Linked DNA regions of Mus musculus: all the other regions are linked to region 5. A link is a contact called in public HiChIP or PLAC-seq and promoter capture Hi-C data. All regions are on one chromosome and are shown on one strand. Each heading gives the region's core, a stretch centred on a gene start, on an enhancer-like site or on the middle of the called end of the contact. The rest is flanking DNA. Distances are from core to core; before and after follow the strand shown. Region 1 holds the start of Ptch1 (patched 1). Region 2 holds the start of Fancc (Fanconi anemia, complementation group C). Region 3 overlaps Fancc (Fanconi anemia, complementation group C). Region 4 overlaps Ptch1 (patched 1). Region 5 holds the start of Slc35d2 (solute carrier family 35, member D2).

Evidence for each region. Promoter capture Hi-C pulls out the DNA fragments that hold promoters and counts their contacts. HiChIP or PLAC-seq counts read pairs in DNA pulled down with a chosen protein or histone mark. Capture Hi-C pulls out chosen DNA fragments and counts their contacts.
Region 1: a contact with region 5 is called in an H3K4me3 HiChIP or PLAC-seq map of bone marrow-derived macrophages, with 4 times the contacts expected there. The contact joins the promoter of Ptch1 here to the promoter of Slc35d2 in region 5. A contact is called at or near these places in 16 of 39 promoter capture datasets (the 3T3-L1 cell line, the C10 cell line, the HPC-7 cell line and 9 more), 10 of 115 datasets of contacts at active chromatin or transcription factors (astrocytes, bone marrow-derived macrophages, embryonic midbrain and 6 more) and 4 of 9 other capture datasets (adipose tissue, embryonic tail, liver and 1 more).
Region 2: a promoter capture Hi-C map of adipose tissue shows a contact between it and region 5, with 2.7 times the contacts expected there. The contact joins the promoter of Fancc here to the promoter of Slc35d2 in region 5. A contact is called at or near these places in 2 of 39 promoter capture datasets (the C10 cell line and neural stem cells), 7 of 115 datasets of contacts at active chromatin or transcription factors (the 230-238 cell line, the NIH/3T3 cell line, astrocytes and 4 more) and 2 of 9 other capture datasets (adipose tissue and liver).
Region 3: an H3K27ac HiChIP or PLAC-seq map of embryonic stem cells shows a contact between it and region 5, with 2.1 times the contacts expected there. The contact joins the enhancer-like site here to the promoter of Slc35d2 in region 5. A contact is called at or near these places in 6 of 39 promoter capture datasets (the 3T3-L1 cell line, cranial neural crest, hippocampal neurons and 3 more) and 1 of 115 datasets of contacts at active chromatin or transcription factors (embryonic stem cells).
Region 4: a contact with region 5 is called in a promoter capture Hi-C map of liver, with 3 times the contacts expected there. The contact joins the enhancer-like site here to the promoter of Slc35d2 in region 5. A contact is called at or near these places in 5 of 39 promoter capture datasets (the C10 cell line, cranial neural crest, embryonic stem cells and 2 more), 1 of 484 Hi-C or Micro-C datasets (embryonic stem cells), 2 of 115 datasets of contacts at active chromatin or transcription factors (astrocytes and embryonic stem cells) and 2 of 9 other capture datasets (adipose tissue and macrophages).

What each region holds. Positions count from the first base shown.
Region 1 is chr13:63,564,390-63,567,089 of GRCm38.p6, reverse strand. It overlaps Ptch1 (patched 1), which reads left to right and starts at 1,355. Exons shown (of 24, transcript NM_008957.3): 1 at 1,355-1,728. The coding sequence starts at 1,570. RefSeq lists an enhancer at 617-796.
Region 2 is chr13:63,430,349-63,433,048 of GRCm38.p6, reverse strand. Fancc (Fanconi anemia, complementation group C) reads left to right here and starts at 1,304. Exons shown (of 15, transcript NM_007985.3): 1 at 1,304-1,599.
Region 3 is chr13:63,352,120-63,354,819 of GRCm38.p6, reverse strand. All of the region lies in intron 6 of Fancc (Fanconi anemia, complementation group C), which reads left to right. Among named protein-coding and RNA genes, the nearest start is that of Mir3074-1, 52 kb to the right of the region's middle. Within about 2 kb of position 1,284, at least 10 of the 459 cell types and tissues checked have an H3K27ac peak or open chromatin away from gene starts, as enhancers often do. A contact at or near this core is called in embryonic stem cells, where this site is marked.
Region 4 is chr13:63,543,775-63,546,510 of GRCm38.p6, reverse strand. Ptch1 (patched 1) reads left to right here. Exons shown (of 24, transcript NM_008957.3): 4 at 1,205-1,274; 5 at 1,384-1,475. Among named protein-coding and RNA genes, the nearest start is that of Ptch1, 21 kb to the left of the region's middle. Within about 2 kb of position 1,455, at least 10 of the 459 cell types and tissues checked have an H3K27ac peak or open chromatin away from gene starts, as enhancers often do. A contact at or near this core is called in liver, where this site is marked.
Region 5 is chr13:64,128,034-64,130,747 of GRCm38.p6, reverse strand. Slc35d2 (solute carrier family 35, member D2) reads left to right here and starts at 1,418. Exons shown (of 12, transcript NM_001001321.3): 1 at 1,418-1,562. The coding sequence starts at 1,441.

The DNA of each region.
Region 1 (2,700 bases), core at 106-2,605, 560 kb after region 5:
AGACTTGTCTGGAGTCTCCTTATAGACGTTTTCAAATTGGACTGTATTGTGTATTGGAGGGGGGCGATAGAGGAGTGAGAGGGGTTTTTAAAAGGGCTGGCTTTTCCCAACATCCTTGCTCGCCTCTTTAACTTTCCATTTTGTTTATCTTAATACGAGGCGTTGTTCCCTGCGAGAGTCTAAGTCTTGCCTTTGGTTATAAAAGAAAAGAGGAGAAAAAAAAATTGGCACACACTGGCGCACTATCCACCACCCTGTCATTATTGGTGCAGGCCTGGGAATTCAAGCCGGACCTCCCAGTATTTGCTGCAGCTTGAGGCCAAAGTGCCTCTAAAAGGGTTTTCTTTGAGGAATCTCAGAAATTGTTTAAGCGCTTAAAAAAATATATTACCTATCCCTCATGTCTATTGCGAGGCAAATGCTCCTGTACGTGTGAGTGTGTGCGTGTGTATGTGTGTCTGTGTGTGTGTGCGCGCGCGCTCGCAAAAGGCGTCTCGAAAAAGAAGACACTGTTGAAAAGAAAAGAAATAAGAAAGAAAGGAGGGGGGAGCATTCCTTAATGGAAGTATTGCATGCGAGAGGGTTGGCGCTGAGCGAGCGCCCCCCCACCCCCAAGCCTGGGATGCACACACGGGGGTTGCCTACCTGGGTGGTCTCTCTACTTTGGTGAGCTGTTGCTAAGCAGCTAATAATAGTCATGTTTGCTGAGTAATTTCTGCCCTCCAAGAGCCAATCGCGTTGCAGAAACCCAAGCCATCTGACAGCCCCGGGGGCGGGAGTTCCAGCCTTTTTCTCTTTCGCTCGCTCTTTCCCCCTCCACCCCCTCCCCTCCTCCTCCTCTTTCTCCAAATGGAGAGAGTTCTTTTTTTTCTTCTTCCATCTCATCTATTGAGTCAAGGAGCTGCTGCGGCCGCTGCCCGCTGCACACACACAGAGCGGAGTCCCCAGGTCCCGGTAGCGAAAGAAGCGCGCGGCGCGGGGGCAGAATGGTCCAGCGGGTCGGTGAGGAGAACAAGAAAGCAGAGTCCGGGACCGAGCAGCCACCGCGAACCCAGCAGCCAGAGAGCGACCAGCCGTTTCAGAAGCCGCCACCGCCAACTCCAGCCGCAGCCGCAGCAGCACCAGCAGCAGCAGCGGCAGCCCCGGCCCGGCATCGTTGAGACTCGCCGGGTACCGTCGCGTCGCCCGCAGCGGGCGCCGAGGGAGCCGGCGCGAGCGGCGGGGGTCTGCGCGCGCCTTCTGCCGTGAAGGGGTCGCGGCGCGGGGCGGGGACGTCTGGGGGGGACTTGGGGACCGCGAGGCGCGCCCTGGAAGCGCCGGCTCTCGCCTTCCCGCGAGCTGGATGTGGGCAGCGGCGGCCGCAAAGACCTCGGGACTCACGCGCAATGTGGCAATGGAAGGCGCAGGGTCTGAGTCCCCGGCAGCGGCCACGGCCGCAGCACCCGCAGCGCCCGCCGTGTGAGCGGCAGCAGCGGGTCTGTCACCCGGAGCCGGAGTCCCCGGCGGCCAGCAGCGTCCTCGCGAGCCGAGCGCCCAGGCGCGCCCGGAGCCCGCGGCGGCGGCGGCAACATGGCCTCGGCTGGTAACGCCGCCGGGGCCCTGGGCAGGCAGGCCGGCGGCGGGAGGCGCAGACGGACCGGGGGACCGCACCGCGCCGCGCCGGACCGGGACTATCTGCACCGGCCCAGCTACTGCGACGCCGCCTTCGCTCTGGAGCAGATTTCCAAGGTGCACTTCTGTCCCCTCCTCCCTCTTCACTTTTCCCTCTTCTTCCTCCTTGGGATCCCTGCCACACAGACACACACACACACTCCTGAGAAAGCAGCAGACAAGTGAAGGTTGAAAAATTCAAACCCTCCCTCCGGACTTTGGAGGAAAGGGCTGTCTGAGGTCCGCAGGGGGTGGAGGGGTGCCTGTGTGTGTGCGTGCGTGTGTGTGGTGTGTGCGCGCGCACACGCCCTCCCTGGTGTGCCTTTTCCGGAGCTTTGGAAACCGTCCTGAGTGGACCACCTCCAGGGCGGCCGCAATGCGGCACTGCCTTCGGCCCCAGCGCCTTTCTCCCGCGCCCCTGCCCACGGTTGCAGCCTAAAGTTCGGCGTTGCCACATTTCTTAACCTCTTTGAGGGGGAGGCGGAGTGGAGAGAGGCGGAGAGAGACAGAGGGGAGGGAGCCAAAGTAAAGGTGGTTTCCTTTTTTGGCAGCCGGTTCTGCTTTCGTTGAGCTTGAAATCTCTGCTCCCTTAAAAATTATTCTCGGGAGAGGACGTCCCCTCTCTTCCAGGTCTTGGGCCGCCTCTTCTCCCAGCCTGCCGGGGAGGGGGGCAGTTGTAAACAAGTTGCCACCTTAAATCTTCGGTACGGGTGTGCGGAACGGCCGGGTTCATTGTGTTTACGAGGCTGGCTGAAATGTGTGGAATCCGGGGAAGGCAAGCACCTAGCCTGGGGCCCGCAGGGGCCCTGGCCAGCACCCCGGGCTCCGCCGCCCGGAGAGCAGCCTGCGCCCAGCCAGGACCCCCGCCGGCGCCGGCCTGGGCCTCTTCCTTGTGCACTCGGCTATTTTAAAGAGTTCACCAGGAGGGAATGGGAGAGGGAGGAAAGATCCTTGTGGCCGCCCTCTTCCGAGCACAAATAGTGTAAGTTGTAGATGGCTGCCGCATTTCCTAACTGAGCTCCCGCGGTGTCTCCTAAGGCTGTGGAAAAG
Region 2 (2,700 bases), core at 55-2,554, 700 kb after region 5:
TGTTATTTTGTGTGTGTGGATATTATGACTTATTAATGTTTGTGCAGTGTGGTGCCGAAGGAGGCCAGAAGAGGGCATCAGATCCCTTGGACAGGGGTTACTAATAATTGTGAGCTGCCATGTGGATGCTGTGACTCAAACTCAGGTTCTCTGGAAGAGCAGCCAGTGCTCTTAATGGCTAAGCTATCTGTTACACCGCTCCCTTAATTAAAGCATACAGGTAATCTAATTCAGCAGTTGTTTTTCTACAACCCAATGTCTTTCGGCTAGTCTTTATTCTTCTCTTTCAAATTCAATTTACAATAAACAGAAAGATCGTGGATTAAAGGAGTGTGCTAGGGCTAAGCCACACGTGTAGAGATAGTTTTTTCTAGTATACAACCTCGGGATTCACAGTATGATCAAATATCCTGCAACAGAGTATTTAAATAAGAGCTATTTATTACAGGCATATATTCCTCCCTACATGTTATTTTTAAGGCACTAAGTTGTGGTCTTATTACAACGAATGGTTCTTAGGCACTAATTAAAAAAAAAAATTTAAGCCGGGCGTGGTGGCACACGCCTTTAATCCCAGCACTCGGGAGGCAGAGGCAGAGGCAGAGGCAGGCAGATTTCTGAGTTGGAGGCCAGCCTGGTCTACAAAGTGAGTTCCAGGACAGCCAGGGCTATACAGAGAAACCCTGTCTCGAAACAAACAAACAAACCAAAAAAATCTAAAAGTTTAAGGTTATCCTGACTCTTCCCCAATTCAAACATCTGTAAATAACCATGCAGATCTAAATTTGAAAATCTTTAAGAAAGGGCTGGCAAGATGGCTCGCTCATCAGGTAAAAGCTCCTACCACCAAGTTGAAGACTGGGTACCTGCATTAGTGAGAGAACTGATTCCCACAAACTGACCTCTAGGTTCACCTGGCATGCACACAAATGTAATGTTAAAAATTCAAGAATAAAAGATAAGCCATGTCTCACTTGACAAGAAGTTTCCACTTATGTGGCGTAAATGCAACTTTGAACCGATTTGAACCTGAACTAAGCAGTACATGGGCCTGACTAGGGATTGGAGCGATCACTAACCACAGACAAAACTCGTTTGTGGTTGGGCCCAGCAGGCTTGAACCCTATGTGGAGTTTGACCTATCTGGCAACTCCCGTCTCTCAAGAACCACATTCCAGGGCTCTCTCTTCTCTAAAGCCCTCACTCGGCGCCGCGAGTTAGCTATAGCCCGTAGTCGCCCACTTCCTCCAGGAGAGATTCAGATCTTCCCATCATGCCGCGGGAGCGCGCTGGGCCCCAGAGTGCACTGCGCGTGCGTGCGAGCGCGCGCGCAGCCCCACTCCCTTGCGGCCGCGGGAAAATTCCAAACACGTCAAAACAAAAAAAGTTCCGTGAGGCTGTGCCAAGTTTTCAAGCCGCAGAAGCCGGGCGGTGGCTTCTTTTCCGCCGCGGCCCAGTCTGCTGAGGCAGCTCTGGGTGAGGACCACCCGGGAAGACCGCCGTTTCCTGCTAGGGCAGAGAAGACTCGCGAGAACGTGCGCCCGAGTCTCAACGTGGGCGAGCCGCGCTCCCGCGGCGCGGTGGAGCTGAGGCAGGACGGTGAGAAGCTACGGTGGGCGGGTGCGAGCCGCGGGAGGGCGGGGCGGGATGTGGGGGGTTGGGGGGGGGGGAAGATATAGCCCGGCAGGAGGCGGGGCCTGGCGGGAGGCGGGGCTAGAGCCAGGTGGGAGGTGAGGCCGACGGTGAGGGGCGTGGCTAATCGGGGAGTTGAACCCAGCTTGGCAGTGGCCGACAGACGCGGTGGGCGTGACCACACGGAAACTGATCTCGGCGGGAGCCCGCACGACTTAGAGGGGCCGCTCCACAAGGGAGAGGAGCCGGAGGGGGGCTGCGCCATCGCAGATGAGCCCGGCGGGGCGGGACCGACAGTGAGGGGTGGGGTCTAAGGCCCAAGGTGAAGCTTGGTGAGCTTGGCTCGCGGCGATGGTAGAGAGGCATCTGTCCTTTACCCTTCGTCCCCATTTATTTTTATTTTTATTGTTTTAAGCAAATCCTCTCCCTCTGGTTTCAACGTAGCCGCAGGTACTTTTGGAAGGACTGGGGCAAAGGTGAAGCTTATTGCTCGCCATCCATTAGAGCAGCTCTGCTCAGGGTCTCAAGATCGCCCTCCCACAGCTGCTTGAGTGACAGGCCCAGAGGCCCATTCAAGGCCTGAGAGTGTTTAATGCTTGTGTCTTGCTGTCTTGCTGCCTTACTGGAACAGTTTTTAGGTGCTTGGGCTTGGAGGGGGTGCTGGATGAAAATCTTGGAACAGGCCAATGATATTGAAGACCTCTGTGTGCCTGGACTTTTCCTCTAGTATGAGATGATTCGAAAAATCCCATCCCTCATTAAATTAATCTAAGCGGGTGTGACCGACGTGAGATACCTATTTGTGGATGGCCCTCGCCTTTAGGGTGCTTCCAAATGGCAGATTTAACGCTCACAATTGAACAACTGGCGGTTATGTGTGTGTATGTAGAGGCCAGAGGTGGTGTCAGGAGTGCCCCATCTTTCCCTCCTTATTCGTCCCCCGCCTCTCCTCACACCCATCACATTTGGCTTGTAGGTCACCTGACTTTGCAAGCCCTTGGGGTTATGCCTTTCTCTGCCTCCCCATTGCTGAGATGACAAATGTGGGCCACACACTTAAAACCTTAA
Region 3 (2,700 bases), core at 35-2,534, 780 kb after region 5:
CAAACCAGAACTGCATAGCAGTTTATATAAATAAAGGTGTAAGGAGGCTGGATGTAGTATTGTATATATCTTTAACTTCAGCACTCAAGAGATAGAAGCAGGCAGATCTTTGAGTTCTGAGACTAGTCTGGTCTACTTAGTGAGCTCCAGGCCAACTAAAGCTACATAGTAAGATTCTGTCTCCAAAAAAAAAAGGGAGAAGAAGAAGAAGAAGAAAAAGAAGAAGAAGAAGAAGAAGAAGAAGTAGTAGTAGTAGTAGTAGTAGTAGTAGTAGTAGTAGTAGTAGTAGTAGTAAGGGAGGGAAGCGTTAGATAGCTTTAGTATGTTGTGTTGTGTTGTGTTGATGATGATGTGGAGAAATGACATCATGCACTGCTGGTGAGAATGCATTGTGGCATAGCTACTGTACACAAGCCATAGTGGTTCATTCACAAAGAAAAATAGATCTGGTGTGATGCTGCATGCCTGTGATCTCAGCACTTGGGAGGGGGGAGTCCGAGGGTCCAGAGTCCAAGGCCAGCTGTGGCTACATGAGACTTGGTCTTAAACAAGCAAGTAAATGGAGTTTCTGCATGGCCACTTCCACTTCTGCTTATATATTCAAAAGAATTGAAAAGATAATTTGCAAACCTATGTTGGTTGTATTTTACATACTAGCCAAGGGATAGAAGTAACCTCTATGCATCTTGTTAGATGAAAGCATGGCATAGACACAACTAAATTTTTATCATCCTTAAAAAAAAAAAAAAGAAAGAAAAAAGGAAAGCCCTGTTGAGTGCTCTGACATGGTCCATCTGACACTACACAATGAAATAAGCCAACCACCAAGAACAAATGCTGCCTTCCGCTCACCTGTAATATCCAGAGTAGCCAGTCTCTCAGAAGGTAGAATTCTGTTTGCCATGGGCTGGGAGGAAGGGAGGCAGGAGTTCTTGGTTGATAAAGAGTTTTAATTTTGTAAGATGTGGAAGTTGTGGAGATCTTTTGATAAGATGATGGTTTGAAAGGTTGATATAATGAGGGTTTTACTATCACCTGGGGATACTCTTTAAGTGTTGGTGATTTCAGGAAGATATAGGTTATTTTCAAGTAAGGCTAGAAGAGGTCCATGATAAATCTCCTTGCCACAGATCCTCTGGGCCCCTTTGTCTGCTTGGAACGGGTCTCTAGTCTCGGGTGGGCAAAGCGTCATATGAATTGACTGACAGATGCACACAGGAGAGGTTGTGTAGAATCTGAATGTAATGTCAAATGGAGCATCAGACTTTTTATACAGAGACAATAAGGAAGTTGGGTGGCACACTTGCAAGGTACAAAGAGGTTACTGGATTCTTACATAAAACAGAGGAATGCAAACACAGAAAGTCTAACAAGGACCACCTGGGATAGAATTCATTGTTAACAGCTGGGATCAACAAGGGTTCCACCTAAGATTCACTTAATCTTAGAAGCCAAGGTCAAGGGCTTCGTGCCCTTGCCATAGTTCCTATTTTAGTCTATTGTATAGTCCACCTTCCCCTTAGGCCATTGTAAATACGTGTGTGTATGGGTGTAACTCAGCTATAGTTCTAAGTATCTATTCTGGTTTCTCCTTCGGTCTGAAACTTCCTTCTTCCTTGGTGATGGTAAATTCCTGTGTAGGGGAGTGACTTAGCTTTTAATCAAAGTGATAGTGTAATACCAGAGGCTATTCTGAATGTCACTGAATAGCAACATTCTTACTGAATTCCAAGCCCATGGTCTTGCTCAAAGATGTTCTTAGGACTGTTGGAACACTGGTGAAGGCTTTAGCTATGTCAGAATTCAATCTTAAAAAGCACTTATAATAGGATAATACTAAAAGAGAGCATGTGGATCCATCCACTAGACTAACGCGGGAATGGAAAATTAATGTATGGGTTAGAGAGAACACCAGACTCCAGGAGTGAGTTTCCGTGAAACTCTTTTGCCTCGTGAGTAGCTTCCAAGCCTCAGCCTGTCAAGCTGACTCGACCGGAGAGCGTGGCATCTCCTTAACAATTTTAAAGTCACTTGGCATTGGTGGAGCACACCTTTAATCCCAGAACTCAGGAGGCAGAAGCAGGCAGATCTCTGAGTTCAAAGACTGGTCTACAGAGCGAGTTCTAAGACAACCAAGGCTACACAGAGAGACCCTGTCATGAAAAACAAAACAAAACAACAACAACAAAATTTAAAAGTCTACTATAAAATTAGGTAGAGCTTGGCTTATCAAAATACAGGCAAGCAATAGATATCCCTCTGAAGAAGTTCATGGCATTTGTGGATCCAGCCTGAGGCTTGTCAGATATCTAGAGATACAGTTCAAGAGGGAGTTATGTAGCTTTCCAGACAGCATTACAGTAAGTGTTAGGCTGTGACTAGTTGCCAGAGCAGTACTCCAAACGACTTCTGTGTAAGAAGTGAACTGCAAAAGGCTTGATGCTAAGCACATATTGCTAGAGCCATCATCCTGTATGGTTGTCTCTAGCCTCCCAGCTTTCTACAGCAAGCCACAGGACTATACCTTGAGATGACTCTTGCAAGGTTCACAGCATCACACCTTGTAGCTGTGATAGCAGAGACCTGGATAAAGAATATAAATATCTGTAATTGAATTGTTGATTTTGTTTCTTGGTCACATGACTCTATCAGCTTCTCTAAAGAAAGCTAAATTTTTACCATCTCTGCTTCTGAACTCAG
Region 4 (2,736 bases), core at 206-2,705, 580 kb after region 5:
CATCTTTCTCAAACAAATGCAGAGATTCAGCTGGTCAGGTGGTGCTGAAGACCCACTTATATTGGGGTGTGTGTATGTGTGTGTGTGTGTGTGTGTGTGTGTGTGCACATGCGAAACACATAGAACACTTACCTGATCGATGGGTTGATAAGTGTCGGAGGGGAGAGATAGGCGGATGAATGAATGAATGATACCAGGGAGAGAAATACAGTCAGTACAGGTAGAAACAGACAAAGCCAGGCATGAACAGGGCCCACCCTTCATACACCAGGTACCAGGTAAGACTGGAGCCAGGACTCTACATAAGGGTTGTTTTCACCAGCATTAGGCAAAGAAAACTTTTGATTAGCAGGAAGGTAGAGGTTTGAAAGGGCACTAAGAGAAAGATGGAAAAGTCCTAGAAGAAAGTGTAGGGAAGAAGATGCAAAGTATCAAAAATGCCCTTGGGAGAAGGCAGGTCCCCCTGAGGAGACCAATAAAATATAACTGGTGGGGGGAGGGGGTAATTTTTATTTTCATTCCTTCGATTTCCTGTCTTTACTCTTTCCAAATATCCTTTTATTTTTGAGTAAAGCGTCTTTCCCTAAACACGTTGAGAAAGCCATGAGTTTGCAGAACACTCTCTGAGAGATACTAAAACCAAATTAATTCGTGGTCCATGCATTTAATGTCCTGTCTACCTGGTGGAGGTTGTTTATAACATTAAGAGCAGGAAAGTTTGTTTCAAACGTGACCAAAAATAACATAAGCTAGTAAAAAAGAGAAAAAGGCAAGCCAGTAATACTCTCCCACCTGAGTCTATCCCAGCACACGCCACACTAGCCCAAGCTCCGCCTATTTTGAATTTGTGATAATTCCACTGGATTGTTGCAGGTTGTTTAATGTGTGTGGAAAAGCAGATTAATGGTGTAAACAAGATTATTGGTAGAACACTTAAGGAAACAAGACTTCAAGTACTTCGGTAGCATTCATTTACATAAACACCCCACATCTTAATTACGATCCAGTGTTATCTATTCATTAAAGCGGGGCTTGCCGGCTTTCTCCTTGGCAAAAGCTCTGCTGGTTTTGACAGATGCTTCAGCGTGATCGAAATTACAGCCTTTTGCTAAGTCCTGTTGTTCCTGTTTTAAGCTCATTTCCTTGCAGTAAGAAGCATTTTTGTTTTAGTTTTTTTATTTCTCTTCACTTTCCATCCCAATAGGCAATGGAAGTTGGAACATTTGTGCTACAAATCAGGGGAACTTATCACGGAGACAGGTTACATGGATCAGGTACATTCTTTTCTTGTTTGCAGAGAGGGGAAAGTGTTCAAAATTTCTGGAAACAACCCGAGCAGCGAGTGTGAGCCTAAAGCACCCCTATTGTTTTTTGCTTTGACAGATAATAGAATACCTTTACCCTTGCTTAATCATTACACCTTTGGACTGCTTCTGGGAAGGGGCAAAGCTACAGTCCGGGACAGCATACCTCCTGTAAGTGCACCCTCAGTGTCCAGCCGCTGGACTCAGTGACAGTTTCCGGTGTGGCTTATCATTGTTTATTCTGTTTCAGTTTTGGACAAGAAATAAAAACATTGAAATTCCATGCGCATTTTTTTGAGTGAATGGTGGGGGGGGAGGGGATTTCAGCAGAATGTTTTTTTCCTCTTTTCAGAAACAGTTCTGTAGGCATCATTAGATTTCATTCACTTTTACCAACCTATTTATATGCAAATAAAATGCAAATCATTGCACAGTCTGTACAATTTTTTAAAAACTCTTTATAAAATGCTCGTAGTTATGCAGACCAACACTCAGACATTTAAGAAGATAATTTATTACTGGGTTCTTGTCACAAGGAAATACTTCAGCTAAGGTTCAAGATATTCCTGCAGAGAAAAATATGGACCCTACTTTGGATCATGGTAATGATGTTTAAGCGGGGAAATGCGCTGTCTATAAAGGCCGTGATAAGGGATGCTTCGTAGCTCAGCAGTTAGGAATTGCATACACCACACCATTTAAAGAATGATGGTTACTCGGTGTAGACTTTCTTCAGCTAATTATGCGAGAGTTAGTGCTTGGGTTATTGTTTCCGTCCTGGCCCGCACATATCTGCAAAAGCAATTTGCAGTGGCCATCCCCTGACCTTCAGTGTACAGTTTTAGATGGGAAATAAGGGGTTTTGTGTTTTCTGGTTGGGAGACTCTGAATAATGACTTCAGCCTGGTTAAGCAGCTACAGTACGGTTTGAACCACATAACAGGCAGCCAAAAGCCTTTCTGGTCTGTCAACAGCCCAGTTTCCAAAGTGAGTGGGGGGTTAGGAGTGGCTGTAATAGTGGTGATGGTAGAGTCCCGGGGGGGGGGGGGCGCTTGCCCACCCCACTGGCAACCTGTGAGAGGGACCTCGTAAGAATGATTGTTAAAGTTAGCAGATCAAATACTTGGATTGGTCACATTTAAAAAGCAGTTTTTAAGCAGGCAGGTAATATTGTAATTCATTCTTTCGGTTTTTCACTTTGGAGCTCAGAAGAACCCATCCCTCCCCCCACCAGCTAATTTTTTTTAAAGGTATCAAATACTATATCAGGGGATTAAGATTGTCTGTTGGTTCCCTTAATTTGCAAACCCTGCTTGCCATCCTCAGCCATGGATTCTTTTCCTGACTTAAGTTTGCCAGTGGCTTTACTGGGAAAGAACTTTTATATTTTCTCCTTTCCTTTATACTCAGGCCCCAGAGTTTTGCTTTAATA
Region 5 (2,714 bases), core at 169-2,668:
CTGGACCTTCGGAAGAGCAGTCGGGTGCTCTTACCCACTGAGCCATCTCACCAGCCCCATCTTCTTTCTCCTTCTGCTCTGGGTACTTTTTTTTTTCTTCTTTTTTTTTTTTTTTTTTTTCGAGACAGGGTTTCTCTGTATAGTCCTGGCTTGTCCTGGAACTCACTCTGTAGACCAGGCTGGCCTCGAACTCAGAAATCCGCCTGCCTCTGCCTCCCAAGTGCTGGGACTAAAGGCGTGCGCCACCACGCCCGGTGTGGGTACTTTTTCTTAACCTACAACACACCTCAGTGGTACATGATGGAGAGAATGGTCATGTTGGCAGTTTTCTGTGCCCCTTCAATACCCCCAATGCAGAACACCCAGAAGAGATACACACAGATGGACCGGGGACACCTCCATGTTCTCCTATCCAAACCAAGCCGCTGATCTCCCCTAAGCTATGGATTGTTTGTTTCTGCTGGCATTTATCCAACTGCCAGGAATCTTCCCATGGTCCAGGTTGAGCTGGGCCTATACTCAATTTTGAACCAAGTCAGTGAGCCTGCGCTTTGGCCACGGAATGAGGAGCCCTTTGGACCTAACACTGGTGTGTGCAGTCAGAACTCAAAAAAACACTATTTTGGCTGTGGAATGCAAGTTAATACTGATCAAAGTGCAATACATCTGAACATGAGAACAAACTTGAGAGTCGTTCTACAGCTTTGAGCTTTTATTCACAAGAACCAGGGATCCTGGGGCTGCTGTCCTAGGGAGAAGTGGGCCTTTTGTGAGGGAGGCCTGAATTTACCAAAAGTGTCCAGAGGAAGAGAAGCCGAATACATGGCATTTATGGTGGATGCCAGTCTTAGGCATTTATGAACGAGAAACAGAAGCGTTCCGCACGAGCACTTGTCTTGAAGTATGCCTGGAAGCATTTTTAGTAATAGTTGTAAATTGGGAATTACCATCATGCCAACCACCGGGGTAGATGGGGGCGCTCTGAACACACGCAGGGAGGTGTAGCCCAGCACCACAGCTGATACACCCTAAGTACTCAGGGGGACTCTTGCCCTTTGTGGGGATGTTGTACTCAGATTTACGTGTTTGCTTGGTTCTGTTCATTTGTCAAGAACGCATCTGTAACTCACTAATCAGGCGCGTCCCGTAGGACATAAATTATACTTTTTAAAAACAAACAAACAAAAACGGAAACGAACCTCAGCCTTTCTGGGGGTGCCGGCTAAGGCAGTTTTTCGGCTTTCCCGGGAGGTGGACACCTCCAAGGAGAGAGCGCACTAGAAGCACCAGTGCGTGGTGCGGGGGTGCGGGGTGCGGGGTGCGGGGCGGGCCGTGGTCGGAGTTCGCGCCCAGGCTCTTCCTGTTCCTGCCGCACCCTCTTCCCGGGCCGCTGGGGGCGGGACCGCGGGCTGGGTTTGGGCCGGGCGGCGGAGGGCAGAGATGGAGGAGCCCAACGCGGCGCCGTTGCCCTCTCGCCTGGCCAGGCTGCTGTCGGCGCTCTTCTATGGCACATGCTCCTTCCTCATCGTGCTGGTCAACAAGGCGCTGCTGACCACATACGGGTGAGGCTGGTTATGAGGGATGCAGGGTGGCCGGGGCTTGGAAAGCCGAGTGTGCTCTGCCTTTACCAAGTCACTACCCAACAAAGTCCACTTGGGATCAAGAACATACACCAGCTGAACTTAAAAGCCACCTTTGCAAGCATTAAGTAAGTTCAGCAACTGAGAAAAAAGTGACGACTTATTTTAAGACAGGCATTCATCAGATAGTTCACGCTGGCCTCGAACTCAAATCCTCATGACTGAGCCTCTCTAGTGCTGTTATTACAGGTTACAACATCATAAACATAAATGTATTTTGAGCAAATCATTACCTTTTAATCTTCGTGGTGTTTTTGAGACAGGATTTCATGCACCCCAGGTTAACTTCTGGACTACCTAATAGTTTTCCTGTCTCCACCTTCCATGTGTGACACCACACCTGTTTTGTACAGAGGAAGCCACCCAAGGCTTTTCATTTTCACTGAGATACATCTCCAGCTCCAAGCAAAACAAACGAAACAAAACAAAAATGCATGTTCCACCGATTACATCTGGACTTGTGTGGTTTGTTTATATAGGCTAATCATCCATTCTCAAATAACCATCGTATTTCTGGATAATCAGAACAACTAGAAGTTTACAAGATCAGCTTTTTTTTTTTTTTTTTTTTTTTTTTTTTTTTTAAGATCAGAGTGGAATGCACCAGCAACTCTGTGCTTCTTTGAACTTATTTGTAAAGACTATAATAATATCCTATTTAATTCTACTCTGTGGTTGAATCCGGAGAGAACTGTGGTTTTAAATCTGGCCCCAGGGGTGATTGCTCCCTGGCCATACTTAGCATTTTCCTTAGATGCAGAACCTAGCTGACTATAAGCATGGTATTAACCTCCTAGGGCCTTGCCTGAGCTGCCACAACCCAGGGCTCTTTGTAAACCCCACAGTTCTGCTTTTTTTTTTTTGTCTTATATTTGGGAAAACTCAGATCCATATCGGGTCCACAAGTTGTAAGTCCAACAGATACTATTGAGTACCTACTATGCTGATCCCATGGTATGTTGTGGAAAAAATGGTATAGACCATGTGGAACATCTTCGATGGAAGTTCTACTTCAACAACAAACAGGTTCAAGAACTGATAAAGCATTGCAGATGTGACCCAAGAGAGAAGAGG